Regions from separate parts of the Sus scrofa genome. Here region 1 is linked to region 2. The links are chromatin contacts, called in public targeted proximity ligation maps. All regions are on one chromosome and are shown on one strand. The core of a region is the stretch at or near the end of the contact, and the rest is flanking DNA. Distances in the headings are between cores, read along the strand shown. Region 1 holds the start of DNAH6 (dynein heavy chain 6, axonemal). Region 2 holds the start of TMSB10 (thymosin beta 10).

Region 1 (2,703 bases), core at 9-2,508, 340 kb before region 2:
TTCGTTAACCACTGCGCCACGACGGGAACTCCCGGAATTGTTTTTAAGTTGAAGTTACTCCCTTGCTGTTTCCAGTTACTGATTAAGGATTAGGAGATCTGTATTCCAGTTTTATCTCTGCCAGGACTAGGTGCCTGACCTGGAGTAAATCACTTACTCTCTCTCTTCCTGGGTTTCAGTTCTGATGTTAATCAGTGGGGTAGTAGTTGGAGTGAATAATCTGTTACCTCTTTTCCAGCTCTATTATTATATTTCTCTACCTTGTGGGTGGTGTCATGCCTAGCATGTAAACACGTACCCGAATATCTTAAGGTTGAGAAAATGCAGGTTGTGAGTATGCTATGTAAAACACTTCATTATAGGACTTTGCATTCAAGGCAAAAAACAAATATCAAGGTTTTTTGTTTGTTCTTGTTTGTTTGTTTAAAAAGAGGGACCAAAAGGGGGAAAAATAATGACTTTCAGCGGTGTGATGTCATTTTGGAGGGGAGATCGAAAACCAAGACTCTGCCAGCTGGTGCAACATTTCCCCACATTAGGTAAACGGGCTGCTTCCCCTGATCACTAACTGGGACAAGACATCTTCCTTCAGTAAACAACCTGCACCGGACTTCAGCGGGGTCGCTTCCATACAATACCAGCTGCAGTTGTTTGGGAACTTAATTAAGTCGGTCTAAATGCCAAAACAAGATCCAGGGTCTGCTTTAGCATATAAAGCTCAGGGACCAAGTAATAAGAACTCGGGTTATACCTGACACCAGGTTACATGCCCGATGGAAAAGAACATTAGTAGAAAGGGCACAGTAAAATTTGAGGGAAAGAGGAACCCGCATTCCTTGCGCCTTAGGACACTCCCAGGAGGAGGTCGATAGGTGGGGCAGAGATGCTAGCTGGTCACGCCCTCGGAGAGTGGGACCCGAACTGTCTACCTAGGCACTCGATTTTTCTAACCAGAATAGGTTAGATTAAAGCGAATGTCAAGGTAGTATCAAGCCTCTTGAGGGGCAACAGAAAAGGAAGGCGCGAGCAGCTGATAAGCGAAGGAACCAACAGAACTAACCTCTTCCTTCGGTTGCCCCGCCTTTCGGCCTTGCAGGTGCTCACCTCCCAACTTGGAGAAGGAGCCGGGCAGGTCGAGTGAGGGCTCTTCACCAATCAGCGACGTAGGAAAATTTCCGGAGACAATCATTGGCTCGACTGTCCGGTACTGTCCTGGACCCAGAGCTACAGTTGGCTGAGGCGTTGCTGTGGCGATAGATCGCGCACAGGCGCAGTGCGCATCCGCGGAGGCCTCTTGGCTGCCAGGCAACGGGAAACAAGCCTTGCATAGAGATAACTTTGTACTTCCAGATCCTGCTTTGATGTGTCTTGGGAGTCCCTCAACGGCAGCGACAGCCGCTTTAGTCTGACTTGGTGAGTCCAGAGGAAACGAGATGTGGGGCTGAACTCCAGTTTCGCGGCGTGAAACAGCATGGCTTTTTGGAGTACAAAAGGAAAGGCTGGGAGAGTCAGGGAATCAGTCCAAAGGCATTTTAGTATTTACGTGCCACCTACCTAGTATCTTAGAGGGCTGGGAAGTGACCAATAGAGATATCAAGATACTTGTGCGAGGTCTCACACTAAGTGGTCAGCTCTTGGACCTACGCTATTCAGTATGGTAGCCACTAGCCACAGGGAGCTAGTCTGAATTGAGATATGCCCTAAAGGTGAAACACGGGATTTTGAAGACGTGGAAACAAAAAGTAAACTATCACATGAATGAGTTTTACGTTGCTTACATGTTGAAATGATAGTATTTTGGATATGTTAAAGAAAGCACATTATTAAAATTAGTTTCACCTGTTCCTTTTTTTGTTTTTGATTTTGAACGTGGTTACTTGAAAATTTTATGTCTTTTGTCTTTTTTTGTCTTTTTGTTGTTGTTGTTGTTGCTATTTCTTGGGCCGCTCCCGCGGCATATGGAGTTTTCCAGGCTAGGGGTTGAATCGGAGCTGTAGCCACCGGCCTACGCCAGAGCCACAGCAACGCAGGATCCGAGCCGCGTCTGCAACCTACACCACAGCTCACGGTAACGCCGGATCGTTAACACACTGAGCAAGGGCAGGGACCGAACCCGCAACCTCATGGTTCCTAGTTGGATTCGTTAACCACTGTGCCACGACGGGAACTCCGGTTACTTGAAAATTTTAAATTGCGCAGGAGATTTGCATTATATTTTCATTGGCCAGCTCAGATCTAGATTTAAGCCTGAGCCTCTGACTCTTGGTTGAAGACCTCATGTGTTGAAATACTGTTTTGAAGGAAAGTATTTCCACCCATCTGGTGAGGCTGCAGAGTAAGTGGTAGTGAGGGTATAAAACCACTACAAAAGGCTCATGGTTCTGTGTTCTAGAATCTGCCTTTTCACAAACTCCTCAAGTGGTTCTCTGCACGTAAACACTCCAGAAGCACTGCTTGCTTTATAATTTAGCCCTCAAATCTTTTTTCTTTCTTTCTTCTTTTTTTTGGGGGGGGGGCACACCTGCGGCATACGGAAGTTCCCAGGCCAGGGGTTGAATTGGAGCTGCAGCCACAGCAATGCCAGATCTGAGCCGTGTCTGCAACCTACACCACAGCTCATGGCAATACCAGATTCTTAACCCACTGAGCGAGGCAAGGGATCAAACCCACATCCCCATGGATACTAGTCAGGTTTGTTACCAA
Region 2 (2,850 bases), core at 189-2,688:
AATTCATAAACCTAAATATATTTTCTTCTCTTCCAAACGCACTGAGGGAGCATGAAATAAAGCAGGTAAAATCGGGAAGGGATGGGACAGAATGTAGGATGATATACCAAGTGCCACTTTATACATACTTGGTGGAGTTCCCACCGTGGCTCAGTGGAATGGAAATCTGACTAGTATCCATAAGAACGCAGGTTTGATCCCTGGCCTCCCTCAGTGGGTTAAGGATCTGGCGCTTCTGGGAGCTGCTGTGTAGGTCGTAGTCGTAGCTGGGTTCCTGCGTTGCTGTGGTGTAGGCCAGTGGCTACAGCTGCAATTAGACCCCAGCCTGGGAATCTCCATATGCCATGGGTGCGGCCCTAGAAAGACATCCCCCCCCAAAAAAAATGCTTGGTAATACTACTCCTTGTCGTTGGACAGTCCAGGGCGAATAAAACAATGTCCAGCTTTACTCCCTGTGTTGTTAATTTATGGTACTTAAAAACGTTGCGCAGGATGAAAATACAAGTTTTCTAACAAAGATCGGAATAACTGCATTATAGCACTCCTATAACGGGTTAAAGAGGAAAGCAAAAACCTTTATAGAGACATTTTCAAGGTTAACTCAAGGAGGAAAACCGAACGTTGGTACACAGCGTTCCTAGAAGCCCTGTGAGAGAAAGAACATTGCGAGCCCCTTGCTGCCACCACCGCATTTCAGACAATGCTTTGTAACAAGCGCCCAAGAGAGGCAGATCAGCCAAGGATCCTGGAGGAGCTGTTCAGCTCGGGGAAGGGAGACAACCGGCCCACAATCTGAGCAAGGAGCAGTGGAAACCCATCTGCATCCCCATCTCCACCCCGTGTTTTCACCTCTAGGACCCTGGGCTGGGATTCTTTCAGTGCGAAACCCCGCAGGGATTCACCTCCCCAAGGAGAGGAAAAGAGGGTAGGGAATTTCTTATGGGTGTAAAGGCAAAAGACGCGGGGACTGAAAGACGCGGGGACTGCACAGGGGTGGGGTGTCTCTTGCGAGTGGGGACTGCTGCAGAGAGCGCGAGCACGCCCGCACAGCCACACTCAAAACGACCCGCTACACATTCACAGCAAACCATACACCCCTCCCCCGCCCGCCCCTCACGCACCTTCTGCGGGTGCGCAACAGATTAGCGGAGAGGGGAGTGAAACCTCGTAGGAAAACGAGTGCCTGGTGCCCGACCTGGGGGCGCCTGCAGCCTCTAGGCCGGTGGCTCCGCGAGCTGGGAGCACAGAGCTCAAAGGCCCCGCGCGCGCGGGAAGAGCCGCACCCAGCCCAGCGGGTAGCCCTGAGGCGGGCGTGGCAGGGAAGCTAGGCTTTTTGTTGGCCCCGCCCCCTGGCCTCCGGCCCCGCCCCCGCTGCAGCGGGCGAGAGGCGGGGCTGGGCGCGGTGTATATAAGGCGAGGGGCGGGCGCCGCTCTTTTGTCTCTTGCTGCAGCGAGGCGAGTGCGAGTAGCAGCACCTTGGGCTTTCAGCGGAACTTCTCGGTGAGCCGCGCGCTGGGCGGGGGCCCCATTGGGTTGGGAACTGAGCGGGTTTCCCTAGCAGAAGCGCAGCGGCTGCTTAGGGCGCGCTTCCCCGACGGGACGCCCTGGCCCGCCACGCCCTGGGGCTGCGGAAGCGGTGCAGAAAGCTCCCAGATCCTCGGCCTCGGGGCTGCCGGGAACGCCCCGGCTTTTAGTGCCACGTCGAGTGGCGGCGGCGGGGAGCGCGGAGGGGGCCGCAGGCCCCAGGCCAACTGCCTTGGTTTGCCCGCTAGGATTGTTATAAGAAAATGGCAGACAAGCCGGACATGGGCGAAATCAACAGCTTCGATAAGGCCAAGCTGAAGAAGACGGAGACGCAGGAGAAGAACACCCTGCCCACCAAAGAGAGTAAGTGCATCCCCGCCTCCGGGTACGCGGGCCCCTGCCCAGCCCCCACCCACACTTCCCGTTAGCCCAGCGCCCCCACCCCATCCGGCCGGTGCCTCCCATTGGGCGGCCCCAGCACCCCCTTTCTGTTAGACAAAGCGCTTGTCTATCCCCAGCCCCATGCCCGTTTCTTAATCCCCAGACGTCTTGGGCGCCTCGCCCACACCAGGTTTGTAGCGCCTCGGTTGGGGGATTGCAAGGAAGTCCCCATCCCCCAATGTCCGCTTCCTGCTCTCCACAGCCATTGAGCAGGAGAAGCAAGCCAAGTGAAATTTCCTAAGAACCGGGAGGATTCTCCACCCCCAACATCTTGGAGACCCTAATCGGGATGTGGAGGAAGAGCCACCTGCAAGATGGACACAAGCGACAAGCTGCACTGTGAACCCGGGCGCTCTGTGCCGATGCCATCGGCCCCTGGGTCTCCGAAGGGACCCTCCAATCGGACTGCCAAATTATCCGGTTTGCCCTGGGATATTATAGAAAATTATTTGTATGATTAATGAAAATAAACACACCTCGTGGCATGGCTGGCGTGGTCTGAGTCTCTTAGTTGAGTATGCGTGGGTAGTGCCGGCTGCAGCAAAGCCCCACGCGCCGGAGTTCCTGCCGCAGAGCGGGGGAGGGGGTCGTAGGATGGGCTGGCTTGGAGGGACCGTCTTTTCGTTTGACTTGACCTGCTTCTCCATAAGATTTAAGTGGGTTATCAGTCTCTTGCTCTTATAATACAATCTATGCAAAAATTTAACCCCACTGTTCACTGCTGGAAGCCTTTTTGGAAAATGCCTTTTCAGAAGAGCAGGATTTGTTTTTGATAAGCTTTTAGAGTCCACTGTTTTTCTTGGCCTCCGCCTAGTTCTGATTAACTCTGAGAGAACAGTGATTTCAAGTCTGAGAAGAAAGGGGGAAAGATTGAATCCGGAATGT

The links.
Region 1: a contact with region 2 is called in a targeted proximity ligation map of skeletal muscle, with 10 times the contacts expected there. A contact is called at or near these places in 1 of 5 promoter capture datasets (liver), 4 of 47 Hi-C or Micro-C datasets (embryonic fibroblasts, heart right ventricle, mesenchymal stem cells and 1 more) and 1 of 2 datasets of targeted methods (skeletal muscle).

The regions. Positions count from the first base shown.
Region 1 is chr3:60,112,829-60,115,531 of Sscrofa11.1, reverse strand. DNAH6 (dynein heavy chain 6, axonemal) reads left to right here and starts at 1,258. Exons shown (of 77, transcript XM_021087305.1): 1 at 1,258-1,413.
Region 2 is chr3:59,775,840-59,778,689 of Sscrofa11.1, reverse strand. It overlaps TMSB10 (thymosin beta 10), which reads left to right and starts at 1,438. Exons shown (of 3, transcript NM_001097482.1): 1 at 1,438-1,500; 2 at 1,773-1,887; 3 at 2,168-2,454. The coding sequence starts at 1,788. The coding sequence ends at 2,196.